Regions from separate parts of the Oryctolagus cuniculus genome. Here region 2 is linked to region 1. A link is a contact called in public Hi-C data. All regions are on one chromosome and are shown on one strand. The core of a region is the stretch at or near the end of the contact, and the rest is flanking DNA. Distances in the headings are between cores, read along the strand shown. Region 1 holds the start of NABP1 (nucleic acid binding protein 1). Region 2 holds the start of STAT1 (signal transducer and activator of transcription 1).

Region 1 (4,468 bases), core at 1,365-3,864:
CTCCAGTGTAGATGGCAGGAACCCAAAAACTTGAGCCACCACCTACTGGTGCTCACTAGCAGGAAGCTGGAATAGAGAGTGGAACCAGGAGTCGAACCAGGCACTCTGATAGGCCATGTGGGTGTTTCAAGTGGAGAATTAACTGATGTACCCAAAGCCCTAGGCAACACCTGGGCATAAAGTAGAAGAGTCTATCGTTTCCAAACAGGCTTATGTTTTGGCTGTGAAAAGACCCGAAGATTAACAGCCTTAGAAGGAAGAACGTGAAGTAGTCTTGTGAATTCATTATGGAGAATCAGCAACATCATTACAATGACCTCACTGAGTAGGCTGAGTGACAGATTGCTTTATTTCACTGAATGGTCATATCAGGAAAGACCATCTGCATAGCAATAGTTCCTGACATCTCTTTTTCTTTTTTTAACTGCTACCTTTGGAGAATGTTTTGGGGTTAGCTGAAACCAACTAGCTTGGGCTGAAGAGTTCCCGTCCTGCCCAAAGCATCTTGCTTTTCAAGGCTGTCTTCAGTTGGGGTGATGAGAAAGCACCCAGCTGCCATTTCCTGATAACTGCTAAATTAGGGGGGAAGCAGATGATCAGCTGAGTTCGTCCTGTGGGGAGGGAGGAAGAGAAGGCCAACTTCTGCTTTCCTGGGGCTTGGTTTCCTAAGCTCCTAGTTCCTCTTTATAAAATGCCCCTGTAATCAGTTCAGGGAGTGGCTAACTTTGTTTTCCCAGCCTCTTTGTTACTACTCTGTTCCACAGTCTTAATTGGTATCCTGTCTATTCTTAATCTCTTTAAGATCTTATCAAACCTTAAAAAGGGGGACTTACTTAAATTTCCCTTCAATGAGAATGTTTTCTGTGGGCTAAAAGACATAATTTTGAAAAAGAATAACTAAAATTAAGATACAGCTTGAGGATAATCGAATTGAAGCGTCGAGTCCAATCAGACAACCCCTGAGGCTGGATGCTGGTTCTGATTCTGTCAGTTGCATCATTTATTTTATTTGATGTTGAATTCAAGATAATAATGTTATTTTACACCACTTTCCAGTATTACGTCAGTGGCTTTGGCACGCTGGGACTTACTTGTTTATGAAATGGAAGTTTCTGCTTCCTTAAGAAATGTCTCAACTCATGGTAATGTGAATATTTTTGAAGCCCTTTTGGTAGGGCTAGCCTGTAGTGCCTGTTTGTAGATGTTTGGGGAGTAGAAGTTGACTTAAAAATATTCAGAAGAGGGAGGGGCTTAAGGCTTCTTGAGGCTTCCCTAACAGTTTCCTTACCATCACAAATAGTTAAGTAGATTCTTTAGAAGTCCTACAATGCATCCTGCTGCTGCCACTATGTAAGTCTAAAAATTACCTGCAGGATGGAGAGCTCCTGGATGAAGACTGCTTGGATTAAATGCCCAGTTTGGCCATTCTCTAGCTCTGCGGTCAAGTTACAGCAGCTGTAAATGAGGATTAAAATGAGCAGTCACCACGTAAAGTAGTTACAAGATTAAACCATCACAGTTTAAGCTGTTACTGTACTAATGTCTTTTTTTTTTTCAATAACAAAAAATTGGCGAGGGAAAAATATTGAGCATCTACTATTTGCTGGACACTAGTCGGACAGTTTAAGATCCCACTTGATCCTCTGTAAAGCAATGTTCCTCATCTCATTTTTCGGATGATGAAATCATGGCTAGGAAGCCTCACCATTTCTCCTAAAGGTCACATAACCACTGACTAGTTTGAACCCGGAATTGTCCCTAAAGCACATGTGTACGTGGCACAAAGCAAGCCTCATTCACTTTCTTTTTACTCCCACCCCAGGGTATGTTTCAGGGTTTCCAAAGAGCAGAGTGCGGGAGTGTCATCTGAGAGAGCAAGGGGTACAGGAAACGTCACTCTAAGGATTGTAACCTCCAGCGTTTGAGTGACAGGCAGGGGACTGGGTCGGTTTGCGTTGCAGTCGGCCTGCTCTCAAGTTGCTGGGTGACCCTCGGCAAAGTACCTCACCCTTCCGGATCGCAACTAAAACATGCTTAGCACCAGACGGCTGGACTGATTTCCTAGCTCCCTCTGGTTTTAAAATCGCAGCCTTGTAACCACAGACCCCTCCTCACCATTCGAGCCCGTTTCCCGTTCGTCCGGGACCAGCCACCCTTTGCCACAACTCGGCTGCACAGCCTTCGTAGCCACCGCTCCCTAAACCCAACCCTTCCCTGTGACCGCGGGACTAAAGGTCAGGGGCGAGGGCCCGAACACCGCCGGCGGAATTACAAAGCAGGCAGTCCCTGAACTTCGCGAGCCCGCAGCAGAACGCCACCCAGGGAAACCGAGACAGGGCAGACCTGACGCTACGCCGCGACGGCGGGGGCGGGAGGAGAGCGGGCGGGGCGGGGCCGAGAGCGGATTGGAGGGCCGAGGGGGCGGGGCCCGCGCTGACGGCCCCTGGGGGAGGAGCGACGGAAGCCGCGTCGGCGTCAGGGGCCTGTTCTCGCCCCTTAGTTTCCCCTCCCCCGCGCCGGGCGGGCGTGGCGGCGGGCGTGCCGGCGCTGTTTGACGTCATAAGGGGCGGGGCGGCCCGGGGGGAGCAGCCGGCGCGCGGGCGAGTTCCGCAGTTGCTGTGTGGGACGCTGGCTGCGCAGTGTCTCTGTCCTGCGCTCCGGTGTTGCTGTCACAGTCCGTCCCTTCCCGGAGCCCGGGGACAGACTGGGCGCGCGCCCGTGTGGGAGTGGGACTCAGGGCAGAGGTGTCCCTCGCTGCCTTTTTTTCTTTTATCCAAAGATAGGGGCAGTTCGCACGCTCGCCTTCCTGTCGCGGGGTTGGGAGTGGGGTTGGTGGGCGGAGTGGTTCGTCTTTTTTTTTTTTTTTTTCTTTTGAACTTGTGAGCGCTTTTTTTCTTTCGTTTTCTTTTTTTTTTTAGGCTGAGTGCCGTGCGGGCTGGTCCCCCGGTCCCTGAATAACCGCTTTCTGCCCCTTCTCGCCACCCCCGCCCAAGGTCGCCCCTGTCCCGGGAGGGTGGGAAGCCGCGTCCCCGCCCTGCCTGCGGGTGTCTCCGCAGCCGTAGCCGCACCTGCCTCAATATGAATGGGGTCAACGACCCGCCTCTTTTTATAAAAGATATTAAGCCCGGACTGAAAAACTTAAATGTCGTCTTTATTGTGCTGGAGATAGGTAAGTGGGGTCCACCGCCCTCGGGGCGCCCCGGGGCCGGGAGCGCCGGACTCCCCTCCCCCGCGGCGCCCTCTCCTCCCCTCCCCCACCCACGTGGCCCCGGTGGCCTCCTCCCGGGCTCGGGTCCTACCTGCGGCCAGAACCCGGCGTCCAGTGTAGGAGGAGTGAGAGAGCCCCTTCTGGACGACCTCGTTCGCTAACACACTCCTTCCCCCTTTTCGATTTTTAAATCCTCACAGGACGCGTGACCAAAACCAAAGACGGCCATGAAGTGAGATCGTGCAAAGTAGCAGATAAAACGGGCAGCATCACTATTTCCGTGTGGGATGAGATCGGAGGTCTCATACAGCCAGGGGATATAATTCGGTTGACCAGAGGGTAGGTGTGCTTCCAAGTGGGCTGGGCACGAGGAGCAGGGAGCGCTGTCGGGGTCGGCCAGCTCCTGGGTCTCAGCAGTGCTGAGGAGTTGGGAGCCCCTTGGGAGTTAACGTGGACTGTGTGGGCTGTAGCACACCTTGGCAGTTGCAGGCCACAGCGGCCACCCACTGCACCCCCGAGTTTATGGGATGGTTGTATTTTAAAAACTCTCCTGGGAGTCATTGAGTCTTTTTTAGTAGACTGTTAGAGCCTGTGCTTTCGCTTTTTTGTAAGTTATTTAAGCCGGTACAGTTGTCCCCGCCCCTCCATTTTTCCTGCCCATGTTTCACTTTCTTATTGAGACAATGTGGACACAAGTAAAAAATGTACCTGTGGGATTTACCGTTTTCTGTGTGTCACATTTGTACTTGGAACAACATAAGATGGGAATTTTGCAATGTCTTGGAGGCTCAGTGTCAAAAACCATTTCTTGTGTCTTACAATGTAAGGGCAGGGTTGTACAGAAACCAGAATGTCACCAGGAAGGTGTTTGGCAGGAAGACATCTGTGATACCTTCTTCCAGAAGTCTCAGCCTGCAGATCGGTGGCTTTAACAACTGAGTCACCCCCCCCCCCCTTTTTTTAAAAAGATTGCTTTCAGAAATTCACCAGATCTGTATCTTAGGAAGATAAAAGGCCAAGAGAGGAACTAGAACTAGAAGGTAGAATTTGAAGGTGTTGAGGACCCATAGAATTGTAGTAGTTTTCAGTCATCAGTCACTTCAGGAGAAATTGGTGGAGATCTAGTAAGTAGAAGCTGAGTGTAGATGGTATCTTAGAGGCCTTACAACATCTGCAGGAAGTGAGGTAGAGTATCAGCAAAGCAGGAAGTGAGAGTCAGCCCTTTGACATTTTATTCTCATCCTCTGACTCAAGACACTA
Region 2 (4,726 bases), core at 1,962-4,461, 710 kb before region 1:
AGCAGGGGAAGCAATAAATTCACATGAACAAACCCAGGCTCGATCTTATCTCCCTCAAAACCTGTTACCAAAGCAGAGTGGCATAACCATCCTCCAATTTCCTGGCCCAACCCCAAATTTGGGGCTGACACTTTCCTCTCTAGTCCCAAGATCTGCTGCCACCATGTTCCCAATCCAGCCTGTGCTGCACATGGATTTTTTTTTTTAACTTTTATTTAATGAATATAAATTTCCAAAGTACAGCTTATGGATTACAATGGCTTCCCCCCCATAACGTCCCTCCCACCCGCAACCCTCCCCTTTCCCACTCCCTCTCCCCTACAATTCACATCAAGCTTCATTTTTGATTCTCTTTATATACAGAAGATCAGTTTAGCATACATTAAGTAAAGATTTCAACAGTTTGCTCCCACACAGAAACATAAAGTGAAAAATAATAGATGATTTTTTAAATGATGATGAAATCAGAGCAGACCTATTGTCATGTTTAATCCCAGTGACAGTCAAGTTGGGAATTGATAATTTCTTTTTTTTTTTACAGAAGATCAGTTTAGTACACATTAAGTAAAGATTTCAACAGTTTGCACCCCCATAGAAACACAAAGTGAAATATATTGTTTGAGTACTCGTTATAGCATTAAATCTCAATGTACAGTACATTAAGGACAGAGATCCTACATGAGGAGTAAGTGCACAGTGATGCCTGTTGTTGACTTTACAAATTGACACTCCCATTTATGGCATCAGTAATCTCCCTATGCTCCAGTCATGAGTTTCCAAGGCTATGGAAGCCCTCTGAGTTCTCCGACTCTTATCTTGTTTAGACAAGGTCATAGTCAAAGTGGAGGTTCTCTCCTCCCTTCAGAGAAAGGTACCTCCTTCTTTGAAGACCTGTACTTTCCACTGGGATCTGACTCACAGAGATCTTTCATTTAGGTTTTGTGTTTTTTGTTTGTTTGTTTTTGTTTTTTTTGCCAGAGTGTCTTGGCTTTCCATGCCTGAAATACTCTCATGGGCTTTTCAGCCGGATCCGCATGCCTTAAGGGCTGATTCTGAGGCCAGAGGCTGCACATGGATTTGGACCACTTCTGTCTCCTGTGCAAAAATGATAGATCTGGGATGCAGTGGGTTGAGCTGCTGCCTGCGACACTGGCATCCCATAAGGATTCTGGTTTGAGCCCCGGCTGTTCCACTTCCTATCCAGCTCCCTAATGCACCTGGGAAAGCAGCAGAGGAGGCCCAGGTGTCTGCCACCCACACAAGAGACCCAGATGGAGGTCTAGGCTCCAGCTTTGGCCAGGGCCATTTCAACCATTAGGGAATGAATCAGTGATGGAAGATGTCTCTGTCTCTCTCCCTCTGTAACTCTGCCTTTCAAATATAGAAATCAATCTTTAAAAAAAAAAGATTTATTTATATATTTGAAAGAGTTACACAGAGAGAGGCAGAGGCAGAGGCAGAGAGAGAGAGAGGTTTTCCATCCTCTGGTTCACTCTCCAGTTGGCCGCGACGGCCGGAGCTGCACCGACCCGAAGCCAGGAGCTTCCTCTGGGTCTCCCACAAGGGTGCAGGGGCCCAAGGACTTGGGCCATCTTTTACTGCTTTCCCAGGCCATAGCAGAGAGCTTGATCAGAAGTGGAGCAGCTGAGTCTCGAACCAGCGCCCATATGGGATGCCAGCGCTTCAGGCCAGGGCTTTACCCTGCTGCGCCACAGCATTAACCCGCTGTGCCACAGCGCTGGTATCCCATAGAAATCAATATTAAAATCCCGCCAAAATCCACTACATTTGGCCATTCCTAGGCTGACTTCCACCCCAGCCCAATCCATCCATTCAACAAAGCAATGCAAATTATTTCCTGCTCAGTCCACTGCAACTCCTGCTCGCAAGGAGCCTTCCCACAAATTTCTCTCTCTCCATTGTACCAGGACTCAGGCTGGGTCCAAATATTGAGGCTCTCCCAGCAACAAGTGAGCCTCCTTGACCTCGGCCACGGTGCCTTCCGCAGTTCCAGGAGAGCTCTAGGAGACCATGAGCTCTCATACTGCCAGACCCCGCGGGAGGTAAGCTCCAGGGCTCTGCGAAGGGGTGCGGGGCCATTTCTCTTTTAACATCCTGTGGACCTCGGACAGGGACCCCCATATAGGATGCGCTCAATTAACAGTCTGCTGAATTGCGATCCTGTATATTGCGGATGGCATTAGAAAGGTAAAGGCAAACTTTTTCCTGATCCCACAAGTTTGCATCCAGCATGCTCTTTAAATAGCGGTTCGCTGCACACTAGGATGCTCTGGAGGCTTATTTGTGCCCCATGAAAATCAATTCCCTCTCTAATCTACACAAGCATGTCTACAGCACTGGCAATGAAACATCTACATACCCACCGAGATTTGCGGGGTCTAAGTACCGCTTTAATACGGGGAAGATACTAAGCTCCTCCAGGCTGCAACACTCATACAGAGAGTCCAGAGCCGCGTTGCTGCGAACCGACCTGTCACTCCGTGTTCCAGCCAGGGGGCGAAGACTCAGTCAAAGCCGCAGCGACACACACCCGCGAGGTGCCAAGACTGTGCGGTCTCGCCTGCCTCCGCCGGCAGCGTCGATGCCACACGGCTCGCGGGAAGCCCAACTTCCTGCACAGAGTCGACGACGGTGTCTGCGTGGAAAGGAGCTGCAAGGAGGAAATCGAAGGTGACCAGGAAGGTGCAGGATCTCCGGGCGCACCTGTACTGCCCGCGCAACGCCTGGCAGGGGGTGCCGAGCCGGGCAGCGTCAACACCGGCAACAGGTGGCTCTGCTCGCATGAGGACACTGGGGACTCGCCCACAGATGAGCCAAACAGCCCATCCTCGCCCCGCTGTCCCGCGGCACTGCCCCGAGGGTCCCAGTCCCGGCGTGTCCCTTCCCCGGCACCTCACGCCCACTCACCCACTCCACGCGCAGGATCCGGCCCGGGTGAGCGGAGGCAAGGCGAAAAGCGGCCCCGCGCCGGGCCTGCCTATTAGCCTGAGCTCGGAGTGGGGTGTGTGCCGAGAGCACTTCCGCCTGCGGCCAGGGCGCTCTGCAGACCCTGCCCTGGAAAACGAAAGTATCCTGTGCGAGAAAAGGCCGCGCCGGCCGCCGGCCTCCTTCCGCCTGCGCCAATCAGCGGGCGACTGCCGCGCTCCGCCAATCGCACGCGGCTGTTCCGCGCGCGGCGCCGCCTCCCGCCGCAGGCCAGGGTTTCCGCGGGCTGGGGGGCGGGGCCGGCGCGTGGGAGGCCCGAGGCGATGCTGGCTTCCGCGAGGCGGCGGGGCTGAGGCCGTGTTGACATAATCTGGTGGAAGCTGGGTTCGCCTAGGGGCCCGACTTTGGGGCGCCTTGCCTTCGCCCTCTCTCCGAGCGCCCAAGCTGAGGGCTGGGCTGGGCGGGGGCGTTGTCACTCCAGAAGCTGAGTCGAGCAGCTGCCCCGCTGTGTTGCCACATCCTGGCAACCTGACCGGTCGGGCCGGGTGACGCAGACTCTCGCCCTTGGCCACAAAGACACCGCTTCTCAATGCGGCTTCTTACCACGCTGGCATCCTTTCTCTATTGCTTCGCCCCCACTCTCAGTCCATTAAAGGTTCGGCATGGTCAGGGCCCAGATCTGGGTCTGCTCCTTCGCCCACCCTTACCTCACCCACACCACCCACGGATTCAGTTTGCTTCCAGCTGGAGGGCTCCACCCGCACCAGGCGCTCCACCGCGGAGCCCTGCAAACTCTGCTCAGAACAAAGTCCTCTTTCTCTCCAAGCCGCTTTTTCTAGAAATGGTGCCACGTGCTGAGGAAGTCACCTCCAACATGGCCTTCTCCCTCGCCCCTGCACTCGGTCCTCAGCCTTGCTGATTCTTCCTCCTAAACGTTTCCCAAGTGTCGCTTTTCTCCACCCTTCTGCACCCTGCCGCTGGGTTATTGTAGTAGATTCCCAAATGGCTGCCTGCTTCCACTCTTAGTCCCTTTCAATCTGTTCTCTATACAGCAGTATGAGAGTTTTTTTTTTTTTTTTTTTTTTTTTAAAGATGGTGAGGCAGATCATGTCATTTGCCAACATGAGAAATCATACAATGGCTCTTCTTTGGTCTTAGAAAACTCAAATTTCTTTCTTATTTTTTTAAAGATTTTATTTATTTGAGAGGTAGAGTTACAGAGAGAGGGAGAGACAAAGAAAAAGGTCTTCCATCTGCTGGTTCACTCCCCAAATGGTCACACTGGCTGGCGCTGGGTGGATCCAAAGCCAGGAGCCAGGAGCTTCTTCCCGGTCTCCCACGTGGATGCAGGGACCCAAGTTCTTGGGCCATCTACTGCTTTCCCAGGCCACAGCAGCGAGCTGGATTGGAAGTGGAGCAGCTGGGACACCAACTGGCGCCCAGGCAGGTGGAGGCTTAGCCCATTACACCCCAGTGCCCACTCAACTTAAACATTTTTTTTAAAAGATGTATTTTATTTATTTGAAAGATGGAGTTACAGAGAGAAGTAGAGACAGAGAGAGAGGTCTTCCATCCACTGGTTCACTCCCCAGATGTCTGGAGCTGTGCTGATCCGAAGCCAGGAGCTTCTTCCGAGTCTCCCACATGAGTGCAGGGGCCCAAGGACCTGGGCCATCTTCTGTTGCTTTCCCAGGCCACAGCAGAGAGCAACTCAAACTTCTTAAAACAGCTGGTGAAGCCCTCCTTCACTATCACTTTCTCTAACCTCATCTTGTGCTGC

What was found. Hi-C and Micro-C count contacts between places; a contact is called where the count stands out from the background.
Region 2: a contact with region 1 is called in a Hi-C map of an unstated tissue, with 2.8 times the contacts expected there. The contact joins the promoter of STAT1 here to the promoter of NABP1 in region 1. A contact is called at or near these places in 2 of 6 Hi-C or Micro-C datasets (ear pinna and an unstated tissue).

Annotation. Positions count from the first base shown.
Region 1 is chr3:48,585,742-48,590,209 of mOryCun1.1, reverse strand. NABP1 (nucleic acid binding protein 1) reads left to right here and starts at 2,614. Exons shown (of 6, transcript XM_070070458.1): 1 at 2,614-2,744; 2 at 3,409-3,547.
Region 2 is chr3:49,293,409-49,298,134 of mOryCun1.1, reverse strand. It overlaps STAT1 (signal transducer and activator of transcription 1), which reads right to left and starts at 3,211. Exons shown (of 25, transcript XM_002712346.5): 1 at 2,929-3,211; 2 at 2,385-2,671.